Linked DNA regions of Mus musculus: region 1 is linked to region 2. The links are chromatin contacts, called in public HiChIP or PLAC-seq maps. All regions are on one chromosome and are shown on one strand. The core of a region is the stretch at or near the end of the contact, and the rest is flanking DNA. Distances in the headings are between cores, read along the strand shown.

Region 1 (3,385 bases), core at 459-2,958, 200 kb after region 2:
AAAAACACACATATTTCCTTGGTCAGACATTCGTATTTTATACAGATGGTCATTGTTTGAGAAGAATCAACTTAAAATGATATTTTGGTGTTGTTCTAGGATATAAAGGCGTGTACCTATAGCTAATAATAACAGTTCCTCAAGCTCATCAGAGAAATAGATGCTGATAAAGAACCAAAGGGAACTACTGGATCTGAAAAATATAAAACCAAAATTAATCTTATAATGGAGAGGACAAAAGATGCTGGTAAACTTGAGTGTACAATAGGGTTTCACAAAGCTGAAAACCAGAGGGAGCAACATGGAGAATAAGCAAGCTAAGAAGCTATGACAAAATCAAAACTGGTCCGGTAGATGCTGTGTAGGAAAACAAACAAAACAACCAAAAACCAGAACAACATCTGAGTAATGAATGCTATTAGTTCCTCCAGTAAGGTAAAGACTTGTACTTTACATCTTCTTGAAGATGTAGAGTCAAAGAATCCAGACCGTGAGTGCATAGAACACCCTCCTTCCAATGCTCTCAACTGCATTGCTTTGATACGGCTGAGGTTAGAAAACACAGGTCCATCCTTTTTGTCCTCACTGGGCATGATCAGAACATTTTGTTTTAGGACATCACAACTCCTAAAATGTTTTAATTCCACGTATAAGAATTTTAAGATAATTTTGAACTACAAAGCAAGCACTGATATTGAACTGTCCTTATACCCCAGACCATGGGCTGAGGTTGTAAGTCATGAATTTAAGATGGCCTCAAAGAGAAACCAAGTTTAATATAGTAAGTAGAGACCCTCTGAAACTCAGTAGCTTCCCTCTTCCAAATGGAGATCTTAAGTTTGTATCAGGCGAGGCTGTGCCATTGGACATTTGTCTCCTGTTTATCTATGCCAACTGCCTGGTCTTGGATACCAGGAATGACCTCTCTGATCTTAGCATGACTCTTCTTGCTTTACAGAGAGCTGTGAATCAACATTAGATGTTCAGGGCATCTGGAGACTGTAAAATTGCAAAATCACCAAAGTTCTTCGACTATCATCACTTTGGCATATCCAGCTCCTGAGCAAATGTGGGTATTGTGCACTCTGTTGCTTTCCAGATATTTCTCTGTATCAAAGAGCCTCATCTTTTCAACAAGCTGCAAATTAGCTTTTCAACTGAGGCCAATGATAGGCATTTGTTTGGCCTATAGCACAGGCAGCAGGGTGTGGCAAAGGGTCTGATCATTTCTCTCCTCTCACAAATGATACTAGGTCCCCCTGCCAACAATGATCCCCTTTTTGCAGGCTTCATTGCAGATAGTAGGGAGGCCACACTTCCCTCATTTACTAAATATCTCTACTATTGCCATCATCATAATCTGAAAGAATTTAAACAACGTACCGTGCTTTGCACAAAGGTGTGAGCTGCCAAAGGCTCTGGGCTGGAGGTTAGTCATCCGCACTGTCAGTTTTACTCATTGACTTTGGCAGAAACGTCCATTTCAGTGGGGAAGAATCTGCGCATCAGCTGGGACATGTGATCTCTCAGCGTCATTGCCAGTGCCAGCTCGTAGTAAATTAGGCGCCAAACTTATTAATAGTGATGAATCCATTAGAGCTGACAGGCGCCTGGCTGTGCTGCCTCAAATTAACCCATGAGTGGTCAGAAGCACTGCCGGTAAGCAAGCTCAAAGGCAGATAGAGCCTTAAGGGAGCTAATGTAAAGAACTGAAAGAGAACAGACAGACAGACATGCTTGCTTCTGACTGAGGAGCTGAGCTAAAATTAGGCATACTTATGGCTTGGCACAAAACCTTAGATTACTGTAAAAACAGGACATTAAAAAAAAAAAAAACCTTCACAACTTGGCATAATTGGACTCTCCCTTTTTGCTTGAAACACTTCTCCTTAATGGCATGAAGCATTCAAGAAGAAATGCCAGAGACCCACCCTGGGGTTGGTCCGTCTGTTGGCAGCAGGCCCACCTGAATTAAATTTGGTTTATGGAAATTATTGCAAGCACTTGAAGACTTTGAAAAGTGATTAATATATTTCAAGCCATATGCATATACTTAGAGAAGCCAAGGGGAACTCTTAAAGAGCACACAAATGAACCCCGAGATAGGGTGTGGACTGGGACAGAGAGATGCTTCCATAAGGACATGCGGACAATTTGAAAGCATCCTGATAAACATGAAGGAGCTTGAAGCCTGGCAGCTATATACAGCTTCTGTCCATAAGTGCAGTGTAATATGCTATAACCATCTTAAACAACACAGCCTTCTTTACAGGGAGTAAATCAAACTTTTAAATAGTTTTCTGGTATGTCCAATCAGGCAAAACGCAAAATTCCCTCAGAGTGGAGTTAACCAGTCATAGCATCTTTCATTTTAATGCTCCACCGCAAATTTCATATCTTCAATTCGAGCAGTATTCACTCTCAGGATAGTCAGATATTTGAAAGTTTGGAGTTTGTAAGACAGAAGTGTCATTCATAGTGAGAGATTACAGTCCTAGAAACTTGTGGTATGAACCACAGAACTAAGGAGAAACTTCAGCTCTACTAGTCAAATGTGCTGCAGCACAGCTCTGCTCCACAGTGAGCATTCCTAACAAAAGAAGATGATAGGATACAGATCGTCATGGACTTCATAGGTGCTGGTTCTGCAGAAATATGATGCATATTATTGTTTGAAAGAGCTAAGAATGACTCAATTCAAAAGAACATATCTGCCATCAATAGAGACATCTTTGAGAACACAACATAGCTGGTGTATTTCTCTTACACCTACATTGTTAAAATCTGTTGCCCCATACCTATTATCATGGTGGCCCCCAAATAAAGATAGGATTGAGTCTTTTCTACAGGGAAGGTATCTCCCTGCCTTTGTCCCTAAACTGAATGCCCTCCTGGGCAGTGTCCTCTTGGCTTCTGTTTCCATCATCTTTCTTCTCAGCATCCACTGTTTCAATGTGATGATCCAAGCCCAGCAACCCTGGAGCCGCAGTGATTTTATTTATCCCACATCCTATCCAGTACCCTAAAAAATTCGTGAAAGAATTTGCCTTAGAGAGACAGAACACCAATGCACAGTGACTGCCCAAACCTAGCTGCCTGTTACTTATGCTGAAAAAGGTCTATAGCTGATGGTTCAGTTCAAATCATGAAGATTGTAGAGAGATCCTATTTGCAGTTCCTGAGTTTCTTGTTTTCCTACCCAAATTCCATCCTATTGTATAATTACATGATTTCTACCAGGAATGAAATCTTTGTGACATAGATAAACTAAATTCCTTTTTGACATTTAAGATAATCAACATTGAATCCTTATACATTTTCCTAAGCTTAAGGTTTCTGCACAGAGGATAGTTTCACTTCCTTGACAGGCTCACATAGCTGTCTA
Region 2 (3,459 bases), core at 372-2,871:
GCTGGCAAATCAAAACTCCCTGGGCAATGCTGGGAATTGCACTGCAAGGTAAACAAAGATCTAACACATACCCCCTGCTGCTGGAAATGAATTCTTTCAGAAGGAAACAGACTATGCCCGTCACAATGACATCAGCTTATTGTAACCTTCCCTCGGTGTAGACAAAATAACCCATAGGCCTCTCAGATCTGCCCGTGAGTCACCTTTTCTGTACCCAGTGACTTCCTTCAGGACATCACACAGCGCTGCCTTTGAATGGTGCCTTTCAAATAGATTGTCCCCTAACTTTAGGTTCATGGGAGTGTCTCCCTGATGGGCAGCGACTGGTGGGTAGGGAACACCTGCAGTTCCCTGTGCTACCCTAGGGGTGGGGTCCAGGCCTCTGGTCTATACAAACATATGATTGTATCTATGATCTTTCTGGATATTCTTACAGTTCTTTGAAAATCTCATGTATTTCTCCTACTGATTCTACTTTTTACATATTCTTGTGGAGTCTTCAAATGGGGTTCTTATGGCATGGAGAGCATCAGCGTGTTTGTTGGATCTATCCTTCATGAGCTGCTTGCCAGGCAGACAGGACCTTGAAGCAAGGAGTTCTCTGTGGCACAAAAGACTTTGCTGTTAGACCCAGAGTTAGGCAAGTAAGCTTGCTCCCTGGATTAGAAAATGCAGAACATTTAGCTTGCTCTGTGCGCAGCACTCATTACAAGAAACTCCCCAACTGGAGTTTTTGAAACTAGAAATTAGCATCACTAAGATGACACAAATGGAAAATTCCATACTTTACCTCAAGTGATAGATGACTGTCAGACACGGGCACATTGGAAATGTTATATAAATTACCTCGGGCTGTGACACATGAATGAATTTCATATTGAAAGATGGGTCCCAACTCTGATATCTAACAACACAAGCCCTAACTCTAAGAGTGCAGGGTGGTCCTATATGATGAGTCCCTGAGGCAACCTGCATATGATTGGTACTTGATGCTGTTTGTTAAGTGAATGCATGACAAAATAAGTACATCTTTATTAAACTCAGTATAAGGGACTCACAGTCAGACAGGGTAGACTATTAGCTGCTCTGTAGTTCTGAGTTTAGAAGAAGGAAGTTTGGATCTAGACTGGTTCAGCTACTTGTTTCTATTCCATGAGATGTTAAGGTGAGACACACTATTTTCTCTAGCTTGTTCACTGACCAACAATGCCCATTACTCCCTAGTGAATACACCAGTATACACTGTGCTGTGCAAAAGGACTGAACTTAGTGCTAGTTCTACTAGCACTAAGAGGTGGGGAAATTCCACTCAAAGATGCAGCCGCCTTCCTTCTCAGGAACGGTTCTTTCCATCCACCCGTGCCCAGTCTGGGCAAGAAATACCTGCTGGGCAGTGTTCCATGCATAGATATTCTTCACTCTCAGCCCTTTGGGAAAAGAAGCCCCATTTCTTTTTCTTTTTCTTTTTTTTTTTTGAAGCCCCATTTCTAAGGCAGCTTTCTGGGCTCCAGGGAGGCCGGCGGCTTCTGGTTTCTTGAGTGGATTTGAGAGCACAGCATCTGGCAGGCCACAAGAGGACAGCAGTGTCTTGAGCTCTGGCTGCTGCTCCCTCCTCTGGCTTCTCTCCAGGAACAGAGAGAGACCTGGGTGACTTAAGACTTGGTTTCATCACTTTACTCCAGCCTAGGAATGGGGAGAGATTTTTACTGATGAACGAGTTGGAAAAAAACCAGGCGGTTTCTGCATGCCAAGTTGTTATTTTCCCTTTCTTCCAGACTGCTCTGACGTAGTTATCTCTGATATCACAGAGCCTCACTGGGGACCTAAAGGGAAGAAGCAGGCTCTACTATCTCAGAGCCTGTCTTGCTGGAAATGGGGTGATTTTTAAGACTCTTACTTTTAATGTGTTTCAGACTGCAGAGTTGTCACCTCCATGTTATAAGCTACCCCAACCTCTTTAATTCACTAAGCTCATGAAACTTTGGTTTACCCCCTCCCCTTAGATATTTTATTTGTAAAACATTTCCTGAACGCCTGATTGGAATGTGTATCATAACCGGGGAACAGAAATATAAACAAGTATCCTCTGGGTTGAAACATAGGTGAGAAGGAAACATGTGAACCAATAAATAATAATTCAATTTTTTAGCATCTAATTTCATGTCACTCAGACAGGCAAGGACTAAGCTGGGGCTTCAAAGTAGAACCCAAGTGCGGGCCACTCTAGGACTCACTACAAGTTTTCCTTATGGAAAAAAAAAGTTGTAATAGGCTCTCACTTCATAGACCTGTTCTTCAGTAAGTATATTCAATAGCTCATGGAATGTTTGCATGAGTTGGGAACTGCGTAAACTCCTTTCTATGCGTGGGACCCTTCTGTCCACTCTGATTCAAATATTTACTCTAATTAGGAAAGATTAAATCTATTTTTTATTTTTATTTTTTTAGCTGATGAATGTACTGGAAAAACCCCAGGACAGTTTCTACATGTTTTCTTATTCTCCCAGCTTCTGTTATCGCTGTGTTCTCTGTTACTGCAGAGCTTTACTGAGAGTAGTGGCCTGGTTCCTGTTCCCCACCGAGGCTCCTCCTAGGACCAGAGGGACCATCTAGCTTCCTAAGTAAGAGCACATAGATACTTGGGAAACAGATACAGTTTGAGAAAACAAACTAAGTCACCTGAAACCTCACAACTAGGCTGTAGATCCCAAAGCCAGAATATTGGTCCTGATGCTCAATGCCATGACTTTCCCCCACCATCAGACTCTTGTATGGCTTCCTGCATTTCCATCTGGACAATCTTGGACCCACGGGTCCACTTCGTCTGTGCTTTTCCTAGGCCAGACTCTGGAAACTTTCAACAGTGAAACCTTAGGAAGCCACACAATCAGGAAGCCACATAGTAGCTTCAGGGATATGGGAGGATGGGAGCATTGTCAGCCTCTGGATCTACAGCTCTGAATGAATCAAAGCCCTTTCACCAGCTTATCAATGGCCGTGGCTCCTTTGGCTCCACAACAGCTCTTATCACACAGGCTACTCTAAACAAAGCCAGAGTCTGCATTGCTGGTTGCAATAGTATTGTGCCTAGTCATAGACCTGTCCAGTAGAATTCATTATAAGTAAAAGCATAAGTGTTCACTGAAGAGTAAAGCTGCTGACTGCCACTGCCTTCCTTACCACTATGTAGTGAACAATCCTGGTGCCCACCAGAGCTGGAGCTTTATAAACATAGATGCCCTTCATAGAGCCTTAATGCCCTTGATTGCATGGACCCACAGAAATGGGCCTCATTCCTTGACCCAAAGCAGCAGCTTTAGCATTCCTTTTCCTCCTCCTTCCCCCTTTTCCTTTTCCCTTTCTGCTCTCCCTCTACCATTTCTTTTTATTCCCTTCCTCTCTACTTCTCTTCCTTTAGCCCTTCATCTCTTCCTTGTGATTCCAAGGAAGACTGATCAA

Evidence for each region. HiChIP or PLAC-seq counts read pairs in DNA pulled down with a chosen protein or histone mark.
Region 1: an H3K27ac HiChIP or PLAC-seq map of the NIH/3T3 cell line shows a contact between it and region 2, with 3 times the contacts expected there. The contact joins the promoter of G630018N14Rik here to the enhancer-like site in region 2. A contact is called at or near these places in 2 of 484 Hi-C or Micro-C datasets (Sertoli cells and neural progenitor cells) and 2 of 115 datasets of contacts at active chromatin or transcription factors (the NIH/3T3 cell line and extraembryonic endoderm stem cells).

The regions. Positions count from the first base shown.
Region 1 is chr13:31,407,395-31,410,779 of GRCm38.p6, forward strand. G630018N14Rik (a long non-coding RNA gene) reads right to left here and starts at 1,709. Exons shown (of 10, transcript XR_003950526.1): 1 at 1,384-1,709; 2 at 1-193.
Region 2 is chr13:31,206,285-31,209,743 of GRCm38.p6, forward strand. No RefSeq gene overlaps it. Among named protein-coding and RNA genes, the nearest start is that of 4930401O12Rik, 33 kb to the right of the region's middle. Within about 2 kb of position 1,622, at least 23 of the 459 cell types and tissues checked have an H3K27ac peak or open chromatin away from gene starts, as enhancers often do. A contact at or near this core is called in the NIH/3T3 cell line and extraembryonic endoderm stem cells, where this site is marked.